Linked DNA regions of Mus musculus: all the other regions are linked to region 1. A link is a contact called in public Hi-C and HiChIP or PLAC-seq data. All regions are on one chromosome and are shown on one strand. Each heading gives the region's core, a stretch centred on a gene start, on an enhancer-like site or on the middle of the called end of the contact. The rest is flanking DNA. Distances are from core to core; before and after follow the strand shown.

Region 1 (3,560 bases), core at 438-2,937:
GTATGTGTCCCTGTGGTTAGTCAACTCAGTTGCATTAGTTCAATAATGTTTTAAGACTTTCCAAGGATGGGGCTCCAGCACAGAGGCAGCAGGTTTGCATAGCTTGATAAGGCCCTGAGTCCCATCCCTAACCCTCCATGGGGCGTGTATTGCCAGAGGCCACCTGCTGGACCAGTGCTCCTTTAGGCTGTGCTACAGTGGAAAGTGTTACACCAAGCCTCACTTCCCCTCCTGACATCCTCCCAGCCTTTCGTTCTGACCATGATCCATTGTGGGCCTGATTAAGGGAGGAGAGGATACCTTATCTGAGACAGGATAGAACATCTTAGGCTCATTTCTATGTCACAATGGCAGGGCTATTTTCTAGAAGTGGGCAGAGAGCTAGAGATTGGACCCTACTTGTTCTTCCCTCCAACTCCCACCTCCACCCACTGAAAAGAGCTGCAGGGATTTGTAGGAACGTTTCCAAGGGAAGGTGAGGCTGTGGAGACCAAAAATATCACACACCTGCATCATATCTTTGATGTTGGGAGGTTAATGACACAAGAAGCAAATGAAACAAGCCATTCTCTCAGCAAGCAGGAGCAGGGTAGAGAAGTGCTTATAGTGAGAGAGATCTCCTAACCAGCCTGGAAGCCTGAACATGGTGTCTCCACCCTGCGGATATCTGAATGTGTCTCTAATCTAGCTTTCCCAGAGAATGGCTGGGATGCCACCTCCTGCCTCACTCTCCAGGACACACTCTTATCTTCACGTGCCACCCAATTGGCTGTTATCCAAATCCTAAGTACTAAGTGGGGTCCATGAGTTGGCTGGCTGAAGGGATAGGCAAATTAGAATAGCCAAACCCTGAGATACATGAAGTAAATGGATGCCAAATGTGCTGCATCCTGCAGCCATAGGGATCATTTCCTTGGACACACAGGAGACCCTGTCTACTCCCAGTTCACAAAAGTCCCAGAGTATCCTATACCCAAAGGATGTGGGAAGAAGCAGGGATATGTGGGCTTTTAAAATGTCTGCCCATTTGTTAACAGTGGCTTTTTTTCTTCCCTCCTTTCCTGCCACTGCTAGGCCAGCCACCTACCTTGGTTTCTGCCCAGATTTCTGTCCTCAGTGAAGCCACCTGGTCTCCTCTTACAGGCTAGGCTTCCACTACTAGCTCCAGTAGTGTTTGCATGTGTCACTCCTTCCCATGTTAAATAGTGTACCACACACTGACAAAACCCTAACTTAAGGTCCCACTGGCCATGGCAACTTTGGTATGGGATGGTGTCTCCTGATTTACCTGGTATTGGTCCAGCTCTCACCACATCCCTTAGGAAACTCACAAAGACCCTGTCCATTCCCTGGGGCATGACAGCCTTCCTAGCCTCTCAGCCAACTTTCCCCAAATTCTACATCCATTCTTGGCCACCAGGACCCTGATGGCTTCTTACTGCAGGCCCTGGGATCTGCCCTAAAACATGGACCCTCTCTGCCTAGTTGTAAATGCCCATCTGAGTGTAAGATATTCTTGTCACTCAGATCTGTCTCCTAAGAGCTCCAGGGCTTCATATCAAAACACCTTGGACACCATTAGGTGTTCCCTATCTCACATCCCAGAAGGAGTTCCAGCAGGTCTGCCCTAGGAATCTCTTGGGTCCTTCTGTTTCCCTGTTACTTGTTACCCAGACAGCTATAACAACTTCCTGTTCTGGGTGTTTCTGCTTTGCATTGTGACCAAACAGGCCGAGGCTTTGCCTCTTCCTAACCACTGTGAGGCCCCTCCAGCCACTTCCTGGTCTGTCCTTTGCACATGTTGTCCCCATCTCATGGATCACACCCCTCCCACACTGTGAGCTTCTGTGTAACTGCTGCTTCCTCTCCAGCTGTGGCCACTCCCACTCACCACATGCTTCTTGTGCCCTTGAAATAATTAGTTCATGTCAACACATGTAAAATACATAAGATTCTAAACAGAAAAAAAGCTCGTTCATAATTTTCATAATGATTTTATATTGCAATGAAAATATTCTGGATATACTTGGTTAAAAATACTAAGTTTACCCTTTTTTAGACAACTTTTTGGAATGACTATGGGAACACATTCAATCACACATATGGCTCAGCCTGTATTTCTATTGGGGAACCTGGCCTCTGGGGACCTCGGTGAGGATGAGACGAGGAGCCACCTCTGCCTATTTCCCTGGTTTCAGAGGAAGGTGCTGATGAGGGGGAGGACGATGTGTGCACACCTGGCAGGGCCCTGGAGGTGAGCAGTTTTCAGAGAGGATACGGGGAAAGGAAGCACCTCATGACGACATTTTCCACCTTTTATTACTCAAGTGTGTGGGGCTGGAGATGTAGGGGCAGGGCAACAGCAGGTTTCAATAAATAAGAAATGGGATGGGCAGTGGGCCCCGCGCCTGCACGGCCCCACATAAATAACGAGGCACTGAGCCAGAGCAGAGACTAAGACAGGCTGGATTGGCAGTCACCCCTGCTACCCAAAACTCAGGCAGATACTGTACCACAGGGGCATTGAAAACCACAGGCCACAGGCACTCCCTAGCCTGCCTGTCTCCTCTTCCCACAGCTCCAGAGCTTGAGGGCAGCAGGGTGGACTGAGGCTCTGCACCAGAGAGCCCTGTCCAAGTCAAGTCATTTTTCAGTTTCATTAAAAATAGCAGGGTAGGGGCAGGCACATGCATTAAACCCCTTCTGAAGGCATCACCATAATAGACAGTCCCATGGGAGCCATGAAGGCCAAGGCCCAGGAAGCAGCAAAAACAGGCCAGATAAAGCTACTAATGGGAGGGTAGCAAAGTCAAGCTCCCCCCAACAGGACTCAGCCCAGAATCTGCAAAGAGCTGGAGAGGTCCTGGGAACTGAGTTCTCCTCCCCTACGTACCTAGGGATAAGCCCAGGATTGGAACCCAGGTACTCTGCCACCAGTACAGGGCTCTTTGCTACCCCTTCCCTCTATAGGGCCTGCCAGAAGAGAGGGAGTCACATCCAGGGTCCAGGACATGGGCAAGAGTGGCTAGTTCCCAAGGCACAAGCTTGGGGCCAGGTACAGATACCACTCCTCCACCAAACCAGACCTCTAAGGGACAGAGGGCTCCTATGATGTGTTCAGGGCAGGCACAGGGTTACAGCACCCTGCATGGAAGTAACCGGGACTGCAGGGATAGGGTGGGCTCTTGATCTCCTGCTCACGTGCTGTGCCGCAGGCTGCCTCCTCAGTGGGGCGGACGGTCCCACCTCCAGGACTTGGCCTTTGCATCTTGGTCCTCAGTCCCAGCTGCAGCTCTCCCTCCTGCAGGAAGCCTTCAGAACCTCCCAGGACAGGGCAGAGTGTCTAATTCTAGACAGCCCATCAGATGACCAGGTTGCTTTCACTTAGCCGGACCACATAGCGGTTCTCCTGGGGGTCAGGATTAAAGGGTCAGAGCTGAGTCAAGAGGCCGCCACTGCCTTCATGGGCCTCTCTTCTGTCAGGGTTGACCCAGGTGCTACCCCCCCCCACAACTCCAAGCACTCACCTCAGCTTTGTTCTCTGCTGGGGGCTTCAACCA
Region 2 (3,560 bases), core at 347-2,846, 460 kb after region 1:
AGGAAAGCAAGGGGCCTGGGATTAGTTCACCTCTGCCAGGGACAAAGTCTGGACCCAGAGCATGTTGAAATAAACAAAACCACCTGTGTATGGCCTCCAGCAAGTCGCTTCCCCTCCAAGACCTCAAGGTTTACAGTTAAGTAATTCTCACTTCCACGCAACAGCTTCCCCCAGGTCAATATTGAAAGCCCTTGAGCAATTATCGAACAAATCTTCCCAAGATAGGTGGTTAGACCTTGGACCCCCTCACCCACATTCCTTCCAGCTGTTTTGTTTTGTTTTGTTTTGTTTTGTTTTGTTTTGTTTTGTTTTAAACCAATTCCAGGCAGACTGAGGCTGCTAACCTCAGGCCAGATCCTCACCTCCCTTCCTTCTCTGTCTGAGGTTCCTGGACCCTGACAAATTCTCAAAACTACCTGAGACCACAAGGCATTGCAAGCACCCCTACCCCGGCATACAAGGTCACAATGTGCCTCATTTGCAAGTAAGAAATCTGAGGTAAAGGACTTGAATTACCCCAAACCACAGACCTGGGTCTCTAGGTTCCCAGTCTTGCAGTTCTCCTGGGTGGTCCCTCCCTTAAACCGATAGTCCCACTGCCCATCAGAGCAGTTGGAGAAGTGGGGTTGTCTGGAGGTAGAGGTATCCAACCCCAAGAGAGGGCCAGCCCTCACAAAGTTCCAAGGAAAACAAATTTGATTGCGTGGGTGCATCAAAATTAGCACCAAGTGAGGAAGAAGTAGGGAGTATGGTTAGACTTTCAGCCTCAAACACACAATCACAGTCCACCAAAAGGCAGTAAATACAGATGCACTCCAGTGTTCCTCGGATGGAGTGCACACATCTCCTCCTCCTAGCCAAAGTGCCCAGAAATAACCACATGAGAATTTAACTTCCGCCGCGCGACAAACAACCTAAAGGAACCCGGAGCCCCATTCGAGCTACGATCCGCTAGGCACTGAGGTACTCCACGAACGTACGCCAGTATAACCTATCCGTACCAGAACCTACCAGAGACTTTCGCTCCTTCCTTTCAGCTACCGTGGCTGTTCTGGCCACGCCTGCCTTCTTTAACTGGGCTCTGGGACCAAATGGACTGACCAGGCCTTGCCCTAGGGACGGCCTGAAAGAAGGACTCGACAAAACCATCACTGAGACAGAGCTTGTGTCTAGGATGCTCAAGGGAGGCAGAGCTGAGTCTTTGGGGCTAAGCAGCACCAGAGCTGGAAACAGCAGGCAAGCCAATGCGGAGAGGGGCGTAACAGGTTCCAAGACGCAAAGCCCTCGGGAACCGTGACGGCGCCGCTGCCCTGAGTCACAAGTCGAGTGGCGGGACAAGCCCTCTCCCCGAGCGGGGAGTCCCACCTCCTCAAAGCCAGTCATCCCCGAGCCCCCAGGGACGCACTCACAAGCCGGCACTAGCTCCAGGAAGAGCGCCTTTTGCGTGCGGTCCCGATGCCGCAGCTGCCGCACGATGTGGCGCTTCCAGACAGCGGCGGGCGCGCAGGGATCGCAGGGGGCGCCAGGTCCTGCCATGGCCGCCGAGTCCCTAGCGGCCGCGCAAAGCTCCAGCCCGAGCAGGGGGGCGGAGCCTCCCGGGGACTCCATGACGTCAGGGCGGCAGCAGCGGGGAATCCCCGGGCTGTACCAAGCGCTTTTGTCGGGGAGATCTGGACACCTCAAAGCAGGTGCTGCTGCGGCCCAGCAAAAACCCTCAGTCCCAGAGGTGTGCGTTTCTGTCCCGGAGTAAGCAGCAGGGATTGAAGCCTCCCTGTCGCCTGTGGGCGCGTCCAGGGCGGGGCCTCAAGGTCGCCTTCCTTAACCTCTTGGTGCCTGGACCAGTGTCAGAAGCTGAGGATGCAGAACTCACTAAGTTACCCCGGAAGGGGAGACCCTACCACCAGGGGCTGTACAGAGACAAGCACCAGGCACAAGCAGTCTAAGAGAGAAGACTGCCTGAAGGAGCCCCACTGTCACCTACAAGGTGACAGTTGAGTGGGGGTTTATGAAGGACCAACTAAGACCGTTACCCAGAGGGAGCGGAGACAAAAGGACTCTTAAGCTCTGGAAAGAACAAGTAGACATGGTCTGATGACATGAAAATTTCCAATGCAGGCGGGCGTTGGGAGTAGCTCAGCGATAGGGTTTTTGCTAACCCTGCGCGGGGGCCTAGATTCAAGGTCCAGCGCTTCAGAGTTGTTAGGACAGGACGCAGAACTGTCCGTGGGAGGAGCAAGATTTAGAGGTCCAGTTGGTAGCAAAATTTAGGGCTCTAAGAAAAGACTCCGTTTATCTGGAAAACCCCAGGCTCAGAGGAGAGAAGAGGCTTCCTCGTTTGCAGCTGTGTGTAGTAGGGAGCTGAGCTAGCCAGCAACCCAGAGTTCTAACTCAGGGCCTATCTGCTGCCTCTCTTGGACAGCACAGACATCTCTTGTGGGTACATTTGACAGTGAATCTGGGCTCACGGGGAATTGTAATGAAATTGTCTCTAGCAAAGAATTCTGCAGATACAGGCTGTGGTAAAGAATGACAGGAGAGGGCTGGTGAGATGGCTCAGTGGGTAAGAGCACCCGACTGCTTTTCTGAAGATCCGAAGTTCAAATCCCAGCAACCACATGGTGGCTCACAACCACCCGTAATGAGATCTGACTCCCTCTTCTGGAGTGTCTGAAGACAGCTACAGTGTACTTACATATAATAAATAAATAAATCTTTAAAAAAAAAAAAAAAGAATGACAGGAGAGACTCAGTGGGCCTAGCCTTACAATATGACATACTGAGGAAGGTTCAGCTTCAAGCCCTGTTTTTAGCTAGGGAAGGCAGACCTGGTTATCCCTAAGAAATAAACCGATGGGAGGGAAAAGGCAATATCAGGAAGCCCTCTAGGCCCTGCAGGGGACAAGCCTTGAGATACTGGGGTCTCAAGTTGGGGGTCTGTTACAGGACTTGAAAAACAGTAAAGGCAAGTGACACCCCAGGGGAATATGTATCTGTTGTTCGGTGAAGCTATAGTGAAGCTGAGCATAATGGCCCATGACTGTAATCCCAGCACTGATGCCAGCCTGGGGTACATAGTAAGTTCCAAGCCAGCTTGGGTTACATAACAAGACTCTATCTCAAAACACTACAAACTGGCCTCAGTCCCCCTTGTGTCTGTCTTGGATACCCCCTGCCTTTGCACTGTACTGTGCCCAGTATTCCTGCTGGAAGTCTGGCTCTGCTCACACATCATATCCAGAAGCACTTCCTGGGGCCTGAGGCTTCTGTGACAACAGCCCCCCCCCCCCAATCCCCAGGTCCTACACAGTGTGCTGCATCTTTAGGTAGGAAGTCATGTTGTGGCAGGTTTTTTAATAATTGTAAAAGATTTCTTTTTAGGCGCGCACATGTGTGGGTATGTGTGTGTGCACGTGCACGAGTGCAGGTGCATCAGAACCCCTGGAATTAAAGTTAGAGCCAGTCTGACTACTAATGTGGGTGCTGGGAAACTCACTCATGTCCTCAGCTAGTGCCTCAGACATTAACTGCTCTTAACCACTGAGCCATCTTTTCAGCACACC
Region 3 (3,560 bases), core at 664-3,163, 310 kb before region 1:
TACATCACAAAAGAATGTCTCAAAAATAAAAACTTGCGGGTAAGTTAGGGCAGTTTTGATCCCAGCACTTTGGCAGTAAAGGCAGGTGGATGTTTGTGAATTCAAGGCTAGCTTGATCTAGAACATTTCAGGCCTGACAGGGCAACATAGTGAGACCTTGTCTCAAAAATAATAAATAAATAACTTTCATATTTATCTCTTTGAAGACCCAATTTAGGCATCTGTACAGATGATACACTTATGTAATTGACCCATAGGAACACCACCACCACCACCACCACACACACACACACACACACACCCCACATACCTATATTGGAAGTCAGTTGAAACTGAGGAAAGCAAACTGACTTTGGAGGAAATACAATGAAAGACTGACTATAAATCAAACCACAAAGCCAGGCTGTGGTGGCACATGCCTTTAATCCCAGCACTTGGTAGACAGTGGAAGGAAGATCTTGGAGACTGAGTTCAGCCTAGTCTATAGATCAAGTTCCAGGATAGCCAGGGCTACACAGAGAAATCCTGTTTCAAAAAAAAGTTTTAGAGGTGAAGTTCATTATATGTAGAGAAAGTTGCTAAAGTAATTTTATCTTGTTTACTGGTTATAAAGTAGAATTTTATCTTCTCTGATGACAGGTGAAAATCACCAGACATAGATATATGATAAATACACATATATGGTAAATACATATATAAGTACATATATGCTTGATGATCTATATGTATTTATCATAAATATGTGTGATGATCTTCACTTATCATAGTAAAGAACTAAGCTTCAAGGTTGGTCCCGGTGGCACACACTTGTCATTGCAACACTCGGAGAGCTAAGGCAGGAAAGCCACAAGCTTGAGGCCAGCCTGAACTACATATTCAAGGCTAGCTACTACACACAGTAGCTACTGCTACATAGTGAGACCCTATCCCCCCAAATACAAATAAAATACCCAAAACAAAACCAAAAATAGATACAAAACATAATAATGGTATGTGAAATGACAGATAATCAATAAAATGAGCTTTTCTCACAGAATTTAGGAAGGTTGATTGTGTGTGTGTGTGTGAGAGAGAGAGAGAGAGAGAGAGAGAGAGAGAGAATTCAATGGTCAGGAATGACACAGAATGCCATTCAGAGGTAAAAGAGGATTAGAGTTGTCTGGATATGGCTAGGTGCAATAACTCACTTTCCACCCTGAAGCCTAGAGAGATGGAAAGTTAAGAAAAGGGTCTCCAGGGAGCTTGTGTGCACTGTCAATGAAAGTGGGGAAGAGAAGGCAGGCAGAGTGAGGAAAGATCAATCCCTTGGCCCCTGCAAGATGGTTCCTGAGTAAAGTTGCCAGCCACCATACAACCTGAGTTCAAGACCAGGACCCACATGTTAGGACAGAATCAATTCTTGCTGTTCTCTGCTCTCCACACGTGTACCTCAACGCCACACATAAATACACAAATGTAAATAGAAAATGCCTCTTCCTTTCACTTCAGCAATTAGGGCATTCTAGATCCTAGTTATGGCATGGGACACACTGTGCATACATGTTTCTTTGTTTTACTTGGGAATGAAAAATGTCCCATTTGAAATTCCTTTTCTGGATCCTGTGCCCTTCAGCTTACTTGGCAACCCATGCGGTAACACTTCAGACATGGGTCCAGTCAGAGCTCTTGCTGATGAAAAGGCATAATGGCTACCCGCCTCCTCCGTCACTCTCAGGTGGCCTGGAGTCACCTGAGGGTGTGTACACAGTCTCTCAGAACGATCCAAGGTGCCTTCCCTAGGATCCGGTCTCCATTGGTCCGCTCCTTCCGCCCTTTCCCGGAAGAGGCGGGCTGAAGGCGGGCTCTACACGGAGAGTTCACCAATGGGAATTGCAGAGGGCTCTGTTCTTCCGCGTGTGTGCTCCCGCTGGGTCGGCTTCCTGCGGAGAGAACAGGGGGCGTCCTTATTGCCTACGAATCCCCGCGTCTGGGGCGGAACGCGCTCGCACGCTCTTCTGCACCTGCGGGTGAGCACTGCGCACGCATCCCTACACCGGATGCACAGTGGGGACGGCGGGAGTGCTCCTGAAACTGGGAGAGGTGCTTCAGGGGACTTGGATGCCTGTATTTCTCTCCTTCCTCTTCCTTGTCATGCCTTACTAGAAGGCCTTGCCAAGCTGTCAGGCATCTAGCCTGCCCTTATTTCTAAGCATGGGTTGAACTCATTTTATTCAAGGAGTACCGAGGACAACATGTATTGGACATATACTGCAGTGCTATTTACAAAGTCTACCTAGTGAATCTTAAAGCGATTTTATTTTGTGTGTGTGTGTGTGTGTGTGTGTGTGTGTGTATGATTTGTTGACGGCCCTACCTAATAATACAGGTCTCCAGGCAAAGACATTTACCCTTTTATTGTGCCTCCGTAGCGGTGAGGTTTATATAGAGAAGTGCTTAAATCGTCTTGTGACCTACCCCTTTTCCTCATGATAATAGTCTTAAACTCCTAACATGGGCTGCAAAGCTTTGCTGATCAATCATTTACTTATTTCTGCCAATTTTCATTTCCTGCTCTTCTGGTTTCTCCAGTTACTGAAGTGTTTTACGAGGCTGAGAATCAAATTCAATTTACTTTTCCACGTTGGACATTTGTACTACTACCAAACTACATTTTCAGCCCAGTCATCGAACTTGTGATTCCTCTCATGTGTCTACCTCTAGCCAGAAATAGTTTTCCCATGTTTGGCTAACTCATTCATCCTTGAGTTTCATCCTGGAAGTCAGGTTCTCTAGAAAGTCTTGACAGATTAGACCTGCCTCGTTTTCCCAGCTGTCTGTACATACTGTTGTAAACTTCCAGTTTACTTGCCTAGATTGTAAACTCCATGAGGGCAGGAATTGTCTCTAGCTTGGTCTTGTTTGTATACTCTTTTTTTTTTTTTTAAAGATTTATTTATTTATTATATGTAAAGTACACTGTAGCTGTCTTCAGACGTACCAGAAGAGGGCATCGGATCTCATTACGGGTGGTTGTGAGCCACCATGTGGTTGCTGGGATTTGAACTTCCGATCTTCGGAAGAGCAGTCGGGTGCTCTTACCCACTGAGCCATCTCACCAGCCCTTGTATACTCTTAATATAGTAGCCAACACACAACACAGTAACCACCTATTAATGAATAAGACAGAAAAGAGGCATTTAGCGCCTTTATACCCCGTCGTAACAAACTTTTTGCAAAGGTTGAAGTTATCTCTATTGAAGCCTTTCCTGAGTTCTCTCTTGCTGCATTCTGTAGGGTTCTCTCTTGCTGCATTCTGTAGGGTTCTGAAACAGATGATCTTTGGGAAGCAGTCTGGGCAAATAAGCTCACATTTGGATATTGCTGACTAAACAGCCTCATACCACACAGACCCATCTTTTGCCTCAGCCTCCACGTGATTTATGCTACAGCTACACTGAGCTCCTCAGTTCCCCCCACCAGTCAAACCTGCATGTACTTGGGCTGTCTTCCAAGTGTTCAACCTTACTCTTCTGAAGAGAAGAAGAAAGGCTGTTTCTTTGCTTGGGTTTTTTTGTTTGCTT

What was found. Hi-C and Micro-C count contacts between places; a contact is called where the count stands out from the background. HiChIP or PLAC-seq counts read pairs in DNA pulled down with a chosen protein or histone mark.
Region 2: a contact with region 1 is called in an H3K4me3 HiChIP or PLAC-seq map of bone marrow-derived macrophages, with 7 times the contacts expected there. The contact joins the promoter of Atg16l2 here to the enhancer-like site in region 1. A contact is called at or near these places in 4 of 39 promoter capture datasets (embryonic stem cells, hematopoietic stem and progenitor cells, hippocampal neurons and 1 more), 1 of 484 Hi-C or Micro-C datasets (the N1E-115 cell line), 7 of 115 datasets of contacts at active chromatin or transcription factors (astrocytes, bone marrow-derived dendritic cells, bone marrow-derived macrophages and 4 more) and 2 of 9 other capture datasets (adipose tissue and macrophages).
Region 3: a Hi-C map of erythroblasts shows a contact between it and region 1, with 2.9 times the contacts expected there. The contact joins the promoter of Coa4 here to the enhancer-like site in region 1. A contact is called at or near these places in 12 of 39 promoter capture datasets (the 3T3-L1 cell line, 3T3-L1-derived adipocytes, the C10 cell line and 8 more), 8 of 484 Hi-C or Micro-C datasets (CD8 T cells, bone marrow-derived macrophages, cortical neurons and 4 more), 9 of 115 datasets of contacts at active chromatin or transcription factors (acute myeloid leukemia, bone marrow-derived macrophages, embryonic forebrain and 6 more) and 3 of 9 other capture datasets (adipose tissue, macrophages and pancreatic islet).

What each region holds. Positions count from the first base shown.
Region 1 is chr7:100,843,869-100,847,428 of GRCm38.p6, forward strand. It overlaps Relt (RELT tumor necrosis factor receptor), which reads right to left. Exons shown (of 11, transcript NM_177073.6): 10 at 3,528-3,560; 11 at 1,980-3,409. The coding sequence ends at 3,362. Among named protein-coding and RNA genes, the nearest start is that of Relt, 18 kb to the right of the region's middle. Within about 2 kb of position 1,688, at least 128 of the 459 cell types and tissues checked have an H3K27ac peak or open chromatin away from gene starts, as enhancers often do. A contact at or near this core is called in CD8 T cells, the N1E-115 cell line, acute myeloid leukemia and 9 more, where this site is marked.
Region 2 is chr7:101,300,492-101,304,051 of GRCm38.p6, forward strand. It overlaps Atg16l2 (autophagy related 16-like 2 (S. cerevisiae)), which reads right to left and starts at 1,597. Exons shown (of 18, transcript NM_001111111.1): 1 at 1,410-1,597. The coding sequence starts at 1,536.
Region 3 is chr7:100,535,187-100,538,746 of GRCm38.p6, forward strand. It overlaps Coa4 (cytochrome c oxidase assembly factor 4), which reads left to right and starts at 1,914. Exons shown (of 2, transcript NM_183270.2): 1 at 1,914-2,006. Gm39058 (a long non-coding RNA gene) reads right to left here and starts at 1,933. Exons shown (of 2, transcript XR_869836.2): 1 at 1,618-1,933; 2 at 405-525.